2 separate regions of the Rattus norvegicus genome follow, and region 1 is linked to region 2. Evidence: chromatin contacts called from public Hi-C data. All regions are on one chromosome and are shown on one strand. Each heading gives the region's core, a stretch centred on a gene start, on an enhancer-like site or on the middle of the called end of the contact. The rest is flanking DNA. Distances are from core to core; before and after follow the strand shown.

The links. A called contact is a pair of places that touch in the nucleus more often than the background predicts.
Region 1: a contact with region 2 is called in a Hi-C map of Schwann cells, with 3 times the contacts expected there. The contact joins two enhancer-like sites. A contact is called at or near these places in 12 of 12 Hi-C or Micro-C datasets (the A7r5 cell line, the Rat2 cell line, Schwann cells and 7 more) and 1 of 1 datasets of contacts at active chromatin or transcription factors (oligodendrocytes).

Annotation. Positions count from the first base shown.
Region 1 is chr20:28,879,900-28,883,270 of GRCr8, reverse strand. It overlaps Cdh23 (cadherin-related 23), which reads left to right. Exons shown (of 68, transcript NM_053644.2): 27 at 870-1,018. It overlaps C20h10orf105 (similar to human chromosome 10 open reading frame 105), which reads right to left. Exons shown (of 2, transcript NM_001399673.1): 2 at 3,151-3,371. Among named protein-coding and RNA genes, the nearest start is that of C20h10orf105, 5.1 kb to the right of the region's middle. Within about 2 kb of position 1,555, at least 53 of the 93 cell types and tissues checked have an H3K27ac peak or open chromatin away from gene starts, as enhancers often do. A contact at or near this core is called in Schwann cells, where this site is marked.
Region 2 is chr20:28,777,565-28,780,938 of GRCr8, reverse strand. Psap (prosaposin) reads right to left here. Exons shown (of 14, transcript NM_013013.2): 8 at 1,691-1,822; 9 at 430-525; 10 at 1-228. Among named protein-coding and RNA genes, the nearest start is that of Psap, 22 kb to the right of the region's middle. Within about 2 kb of position 1,883, at least 28 of the 93 cell types and tissues checked have an H3K27ac peak or open chromatin away from gene starts, as enhancers often do. A contact at or near this core is called in Schwann cells, where this site is marked.

The DNA.
Region 1 (3,371 bases), core at 306-2,805, 100 kb before region 2:
AACACCTGCCCTTGAGGTGGCTGACCCAGGTGCCTTACCTGTGTCCTTCAACTCTCCCAGCATCCTGGCTCTGACAGCAGGCTATGTCGTATCTCATCACCTGTGTGGGTCCTGGGCTCGCTGGGACAAATTAAGGCAACTTTGGTGGCATTAAAGGACCTTCTCTAGAACCAGAGATACCAACTGCCCCTCCCAGCTCAGCCGTGCCCGCCTGGCTCTGTCCTGCTCTGCAGAAGTCACTGCCTTTGAGGGGTATGGCATAAAAAAGCACAGATGTGGCACCTCTGGTTCTAGGTATTAGCAGAGCCATTTCCTCCACAGCCTCGGGGAAGAACGGCCCCACCTCACCTGACCTTCTCTTCAGTGGTGGTGGTTTTTTGAGACAGACGGCACTCAGATAACTGGTTCCTAATAATCCTCCTGCCTTAGCCTCCCATGAGGCACACGCTGTGATCCGAGTACAGTGTCTTCTTCTAAGTCACTTAATCACTGGTTAAATGGGTAGGAGGGCTGACCTCCCTTCAAGATCTTCGACTTAATTGTGTCTCCAAAGCCCCTTTTATGAAATGAATCGTGCGCATAAGCTCTGAAGATTCAACCGCTCACCCCGCCTTCTTTAGGGCCTTGGTTAGCTCAGCTGTGTGTTGGGAAGGAGAATCCTGCCTGGTTCCCTAGGTTGTTGTGAGGGCTGAATGAACCAGATAAGTCACTGCCAGGAGGTGGCATGATGTCAGCCCTGGGGTATCGTTAGTGTTGATCTCGAAGGGCGGTGAGCCGCCATCCCTTGAGGCTGGTGTAGGACAGTGTAACTCTGACTGATGGCCTGGAGGACATAGCTTCTAATGCCTGTTCTCCCTCACCTCCCACAGACAATGGCCCTGTAGGCAAGCGGCGCACAGGTACGGCCACCGTGTTTGTCACAGTTCTGGATGTGAACGACAACCGGCCCATCTTCCTGCAAAGCAGCTATGAGGCCAGTGTCCCAGAAGACATCCCCGAGGGCCACAGCATTGTGCAGGTAGGTGGCAGGCTAGCACCAGACAGGGCTCCGCTCACCCCTGAGGGCACTGGCTCAGTAGCTTCACGACATAAGTGGTGGGGGCAGCAGGGGTCCAAGGCGGGCTGGAAGTGGCTTGCGCATCAAGAAAAATGACCCTTTCTCCCTTTTGGAAAGAGTGGGCCCCAGTCTGTGTTAGCTGAGGACAGAGCCCTGGCTCACCTTGCTCTCCTCCAGAGCCTTTCAAAGCAGTGGGGAGAGAGAAGTAAGTCTTTCCTGGAAAGGAATCAAGGAGAGGGAGAGCCAGGGCTCAGCAAGGCCAGAACAGAGCGGCTTTCACGGCTTCTTGGCTAGGCTTCCCTCTTGGAAGAAAGCAGGCAGAAGAAAGGGCTCCTTGGCTAAAAGGCCCAGAGGGAGGAGGACCCTGAAAACAAAAACAAAGCACTCTCTCTCTCTCTCTCTCTCTCTCTCTCTCTCTCTCTCTCTCTCTCGGAGGGGGGCTCTCAGTTGCTAGGCAGGAAGACAGGGAATGAATGGCCTTTTTCACCAGCTTCAATGTTTCGACTCACTCCAAGGGTGAGTGAACTCAGCAAAGTTGGGCCTGCCACTGTGGTCTGTTTCCTAGCTCAGGAGGGGAAAGAGAAGGAAGAGTAGGAAGGAGAGTGCGTCTGCCTCCCTGTGTGAGGCACTGTGAATTGTCAGGAGAGGCTCAGAAAGCAGACTAGAGTCCAGGAAGGCCAGAGGCATGCACGAGTCCAGCAGCTGTGTGCAGAGGGAGGGAGGAAATGGGTCCCTTCCTCTGACCTTAGCTATGAAAGAGTTAGAGCCCCCACCACCACCATGGGGCAGTAGGGCCCCATTCTTGCTTACTACCTGCCCCCCTCAGCTCACGGATAGGCACCCCCAGAAACCATAGACCACCCAAAATAAGGGCATCATAGCAGGTCATGAGTGAGCCTCATTGCTACATTTAGCCTAAAATGTTTCAGGGAGTTGGAGCAAAGTTGTTCAAAGATGGTTCGGGGAAGAAGCTGGTTTTCTTCCCGGCCCTGAAATGCTGCTTTCTATGCATTTGGGTCCATATCCTGGAGTCCCTGGGTGACATGAGGCTTCCCTACTCTCCTCACTTCTCAGACGTTCAGAGTCTCAGGACACTTTCTCCCAGGCCGTATAGGTGCTCTGAAAAAATGCCCCCTCCCTCTCTGAGGTCACAAGGATGCAGGAACAAGGCACAGTGACCCTACCTGCATAGCGTGCTTGGAGAGCCACCTTCCTTTAGGGCTGCCACAGGGGACACTGGGAAATCAGTGTGGGTCAAGTTCACACCCGATACCTGCTGCCTCAGTGAGTGGGGTACAGTGAGTGCTGGGACAAGATCTGGCTCCCTGTGCTCTCAGGGTTATAGGAAAGAACAGACAAGACCGTGCCTGCTGCTGGCCTCCCCGATACAGAGGAGACACAAGAGCAACCCAGGAGGGAGGGCAGTTCTATTGGAAAACAAAGAAGGCTTCGTACCAGTAAAGCATAAACCATGAACGGGGAGGACAGGACAGAATCATTCATTTGCCTGGTGTCTGGTCAGGATGAGGCTCAAAATATAAATTACAGCTAGTGCCAGATCCTGCTGCACACCACGGAGTGGGTATATCCGTGGACACGGGAGACAGTTAAGGCTCTGGATCAGGTAACAGCAAAACCAGAGATTAGTCCTCGGGAAGACTTGGGTGGCTTTACTATGGGTGGGGCAGGCAACTCTGTGATGGGCTCCTGGATCATTTGACTCTGAGACAGGAGCTAAGCACCTCAGGTTCCCTCTGTCCCATCTTCAAGCCTAAGATGCCGGCCTTGGCCGGAGAGGGTGAGAGAGAGAAGGGATTCCCAGCAGCCCACTGGAGTGAGTCTGCTTTAGCCTGTCGCTCAATGAAGTCCTTGCCACAGCACAGAGAGCACAGCTAGTGCCATCCAGCCTTGATCCTCCAGCTGTCCTGGGAGGTCTGGTCCAAGCTATCAGAGAGGAGGCCACCTCTTTCCCAGAGAGACATGCTACCACTGCCATACATCCTCTGAGTCCAGGTGGCATTGCCTCTGCCGCTGACTGTGGCCTCCTAGAGCAGTGATACATCCTCCACCTAGCCTTGGACAACACAGCCTGGTTTTTTGTTTGTCTGATTTGTTGTGATTTTATTTGAATTGTGATCCCATGTTCAGCTCAGGCTGCCTCAGACAATCCTCCTACCTCGGCCCGTTGCATGCTGGGATTACAAGTGCGAACTTCCACACTTGGCGTACAGGAAGCATCTTGATCCATCCTCAGGTCTTCCCAAGCTGTCCTGACAAGTTCCACTAAAGGGTGCTCATGATTTGACCTTTACCA
Region 2 (3,374 bases), core at 634-3,133:
TTTGGGCAGTGCAGATACAATGGCTGCTGCAGGTTGTTCAAGGGTCCCCACCAAATTCGGGTTGGCAGAACAGAGGCTGATCACACCGCACAGAAAGTTCGGGTTCACCTCATGCATGAGGACGTCCAACAGAGAGGGGCCAAATGTTACCAGCACTTCCTGGCACTTGGTTGAAGCAGGAGCAGGGAGCAGGGAGCAGGCTTTACTCAAACCTTTAATTAGAAGTTCCTAAAACAGGCGAAAGGCTCATGAGACGGGGCTAGATAGAAAGAAGAGATACTAAACCTGCTAGTTAAGACTCAGGTGCTACAGCCCTCCCCTAGAGACCTCCCTCCTGGGTACTGGGGTGAGCATTTGCAGGAGATGACTCCTGGCACCTTCTGACTGCAGTAGCACACCTCCCCTCCCCCACACAAGGAGGTGGCATACCTCAGTGGCATTGTTGATAATCAGTTCAGACAACTTGCGCATCACAAGCTGACAAACTTGGCAGAAAATCACATTTTGGGCCTGGATCACATCCTGCTGTGAAAGACGAGAGTGTTTTAAGACTGGGACCTGACCCCTCAGGCATGCTCTTATCACAGAATAGCAAAAAGGACAGGACCAAGAGTCTTCCATCCAAGGCCACTGCCTTGTAAATGCAAGGTGAGGGCAGCTTCCTCAGTGCCAAGGTGCAATCCCTGATCTACATGGCGGGAAGCCCGCCCCTTTCCTTCACCTTCTACAGTCCCTATACACCCAAAACCACCCTAGTCCCATACTGCATCAAGTGTTGACACAGCTGTCCCCTGGGCTTTTCACACTTTGCCACCCTGTGATCACGTAGATGGCAGGCGGTGTATCTACCTTTCGAGGACTCAGTCCTGAAATCTCACTGCACCTGAAACTATTGCTTGGAGTCCACCCCGAGCAATGTGGTTCTGGAGGAAACCTCCATACCTATGTCTCCTGTCTCTGCTGTCTTAGGAAGACCAGAACCTCTAATCCTAACGACTCTGCCTTCTCCCCATCTGGTGTTCACGGAGAGAACAAACTCTCTTACTCCATCAGAAGCCTTACCCTTTCATGCTGCTATGCACTGAGGACAAGGGAAACAGAACAGGATGGCTGATGGCCAGAAGCCATGGGTGTCCTAGAACCAGAGTAGTGTGTCCAGGAGATGGAACAGAAGAAAGCTGGTGGCCAGACACCATGAGCATTCTTGAACCAGAAGAATGCACATAGCTTTCTTTGTGTGAAGGCTTCAGGTCCTGAACAGACACTTATATCCCAGGAACACAGGGATACCAGAATACTACCTGACCCAAGTATATTCAATGGAGATCCATTATGGAATAGGTAGCATACCCTAGCCAAGGAAGGCTCTAAGGACACAGTACTGCCTATGTACACCCACACAGGCATGTGTACACAGCCTCAGCATGTGTTCTGGGAGCCTCCAGTCTGTGCTGTGGCTCTGAGAGACAAGACCCAGGAAGCACATGTGGAGCCTGGAGCTGGCAGGGTCTGTTGAAGAATAAGCGTTCCCCAAAAGCATGGGGCTGGGAACTAGATTATGGGCACTCAGAACTGCTCCAGGTCTCAGCTTGAAATACATTCCAAAGGCAGGCAGGGCCCAGAGAGGACGTGACAACACGGAAGGGGAGGGTATCAGTTCCAGTCAGCAGAGAACAGCAACAGAAGGTACCTCATAGGGGTCCGTCAGCTCCAGGGCAGGGAGGATATTCTTGATGGCCTCAGTGGCGGGGACCAGAGTCCTCATTGGCACTCTCTTGACCTCATCACAGAAGCCAACCATCACACAGATTTCCTTGGGTTGCTGAGGAAAGCACAGCCTCTGTTAGCCTGTGTGCTGCCCTCAAACCCTGTGGGCAGCACACTAAGGTCCTCGGGTAAAGCTCACTCTTCCCACTCAGGCTGGCTGAGCTCTCGGACTCAAGCCAAAGAGCTCCAACTAAATCAAGATCAGCACACGTATGCCCCCTCAGGCAGCCTCTGGTACTGTCAGGGCCACCGTAGCATGGCTCACTGTCAGAAGTAAGCTCTCTGGATGGGGACTACATGGCCCGTGATCTCACCGAAAGCCCAACGTGACCATGTCAGAATCAAAACCACGTGGGCACACAGCCCTGTTTTAAAATGGTACACTAAGGGGGAAGAAAGGCCGCTTTCCCTAAAGTCATGTTCTGTGTTCACAACTGTACACAGCACATGTGAGAGCCCAGGACCCGAGCTCACGAGGCACCTCATCACAAGGGCTTCACACAGATCCCCTCTTCTGACCATCACACTGTGAAAGCCAAGAGCAAGCCCCGTCCGCAGACCCTGAGTACTGTGTGAACCAACTGCAGCCAGCCCTCAGCTGAACCCAGCACGGGAGCAGGGATGCTGAGAACAAGACCACGAACAGCTGAGGGCAGATGTCCTAAACTCTGTCTTTAACGCATCTTAAGATTGGGAGATAGATGTCAGAGCGAGAATAAAGGTATAAAACCTTTTTTTTTTGGGGGGGGGGGGGGAAGACTCAGGGGGCCTATCTCTCTGAAGCACAGCATAAGTGAAAATTCAGGCATTTCCATCTAAGTCCGCCCCTGTGAGATTCAAATGCCTCCCAGCATCTAGAACTCAAGCCTGAGAGCCTGGATGCAGGACTCAGAACAGATCCGCAGGGGCAATGGCTCGGCCAGTGTGAACACTGATTCCCACAGCATGCCATCCATGAGGCTCTAGGTGCCCCAAGACCCATCCTCTAAAGGTAGAAGCCACAGCTGAGAGGCCGTGTACAAGGCTCTCCATCCAGTAGGCCAGGGACTATCTGCACCTAGTTGGCTCATGCAGAAGCACTGGGTTAGGGGAACAGCACTAAGTCATGCAATGCCACGCACTGTGAGAGATACAAGGTGTTCTGCCAGGGGTCTGGCCTTCACTCAAGGAAGCTAAGATCCCGCCACCACCACCCTGGTGACAGGTGAGTGCTATGTGGTAGCTACACCTGAAGTGCTCAACCTGAGGGAAAGGACATATGGAGAGACCCTTCACGGTACCCGTCAGAGCTCACCAGACCAGACCAAAAATAAAAAAATAAAAGCAAAAACAAAACAAAACAAAATAACAAAAAAAAAAAAAAAAAAGAGGAAGAGCCGACAACTAGAAGCAGCAGACCACTACCACAAGCGAATTCTGTCACATACCTGATCCTGCTGTTGAACAAAAAAAACAGGAAATCGGAGGAGACAATAAGAAAAAGGAAAGGACACAGCAGTTAAGAGAAATTAAAACAACCATCAAGCAGTTAACCTGACCCAGGGATGTCATCTCAGTTAAGGACAACAGCAGCCTGGCCTGGCAGTGAGATGTGGATGGGGCCTAGA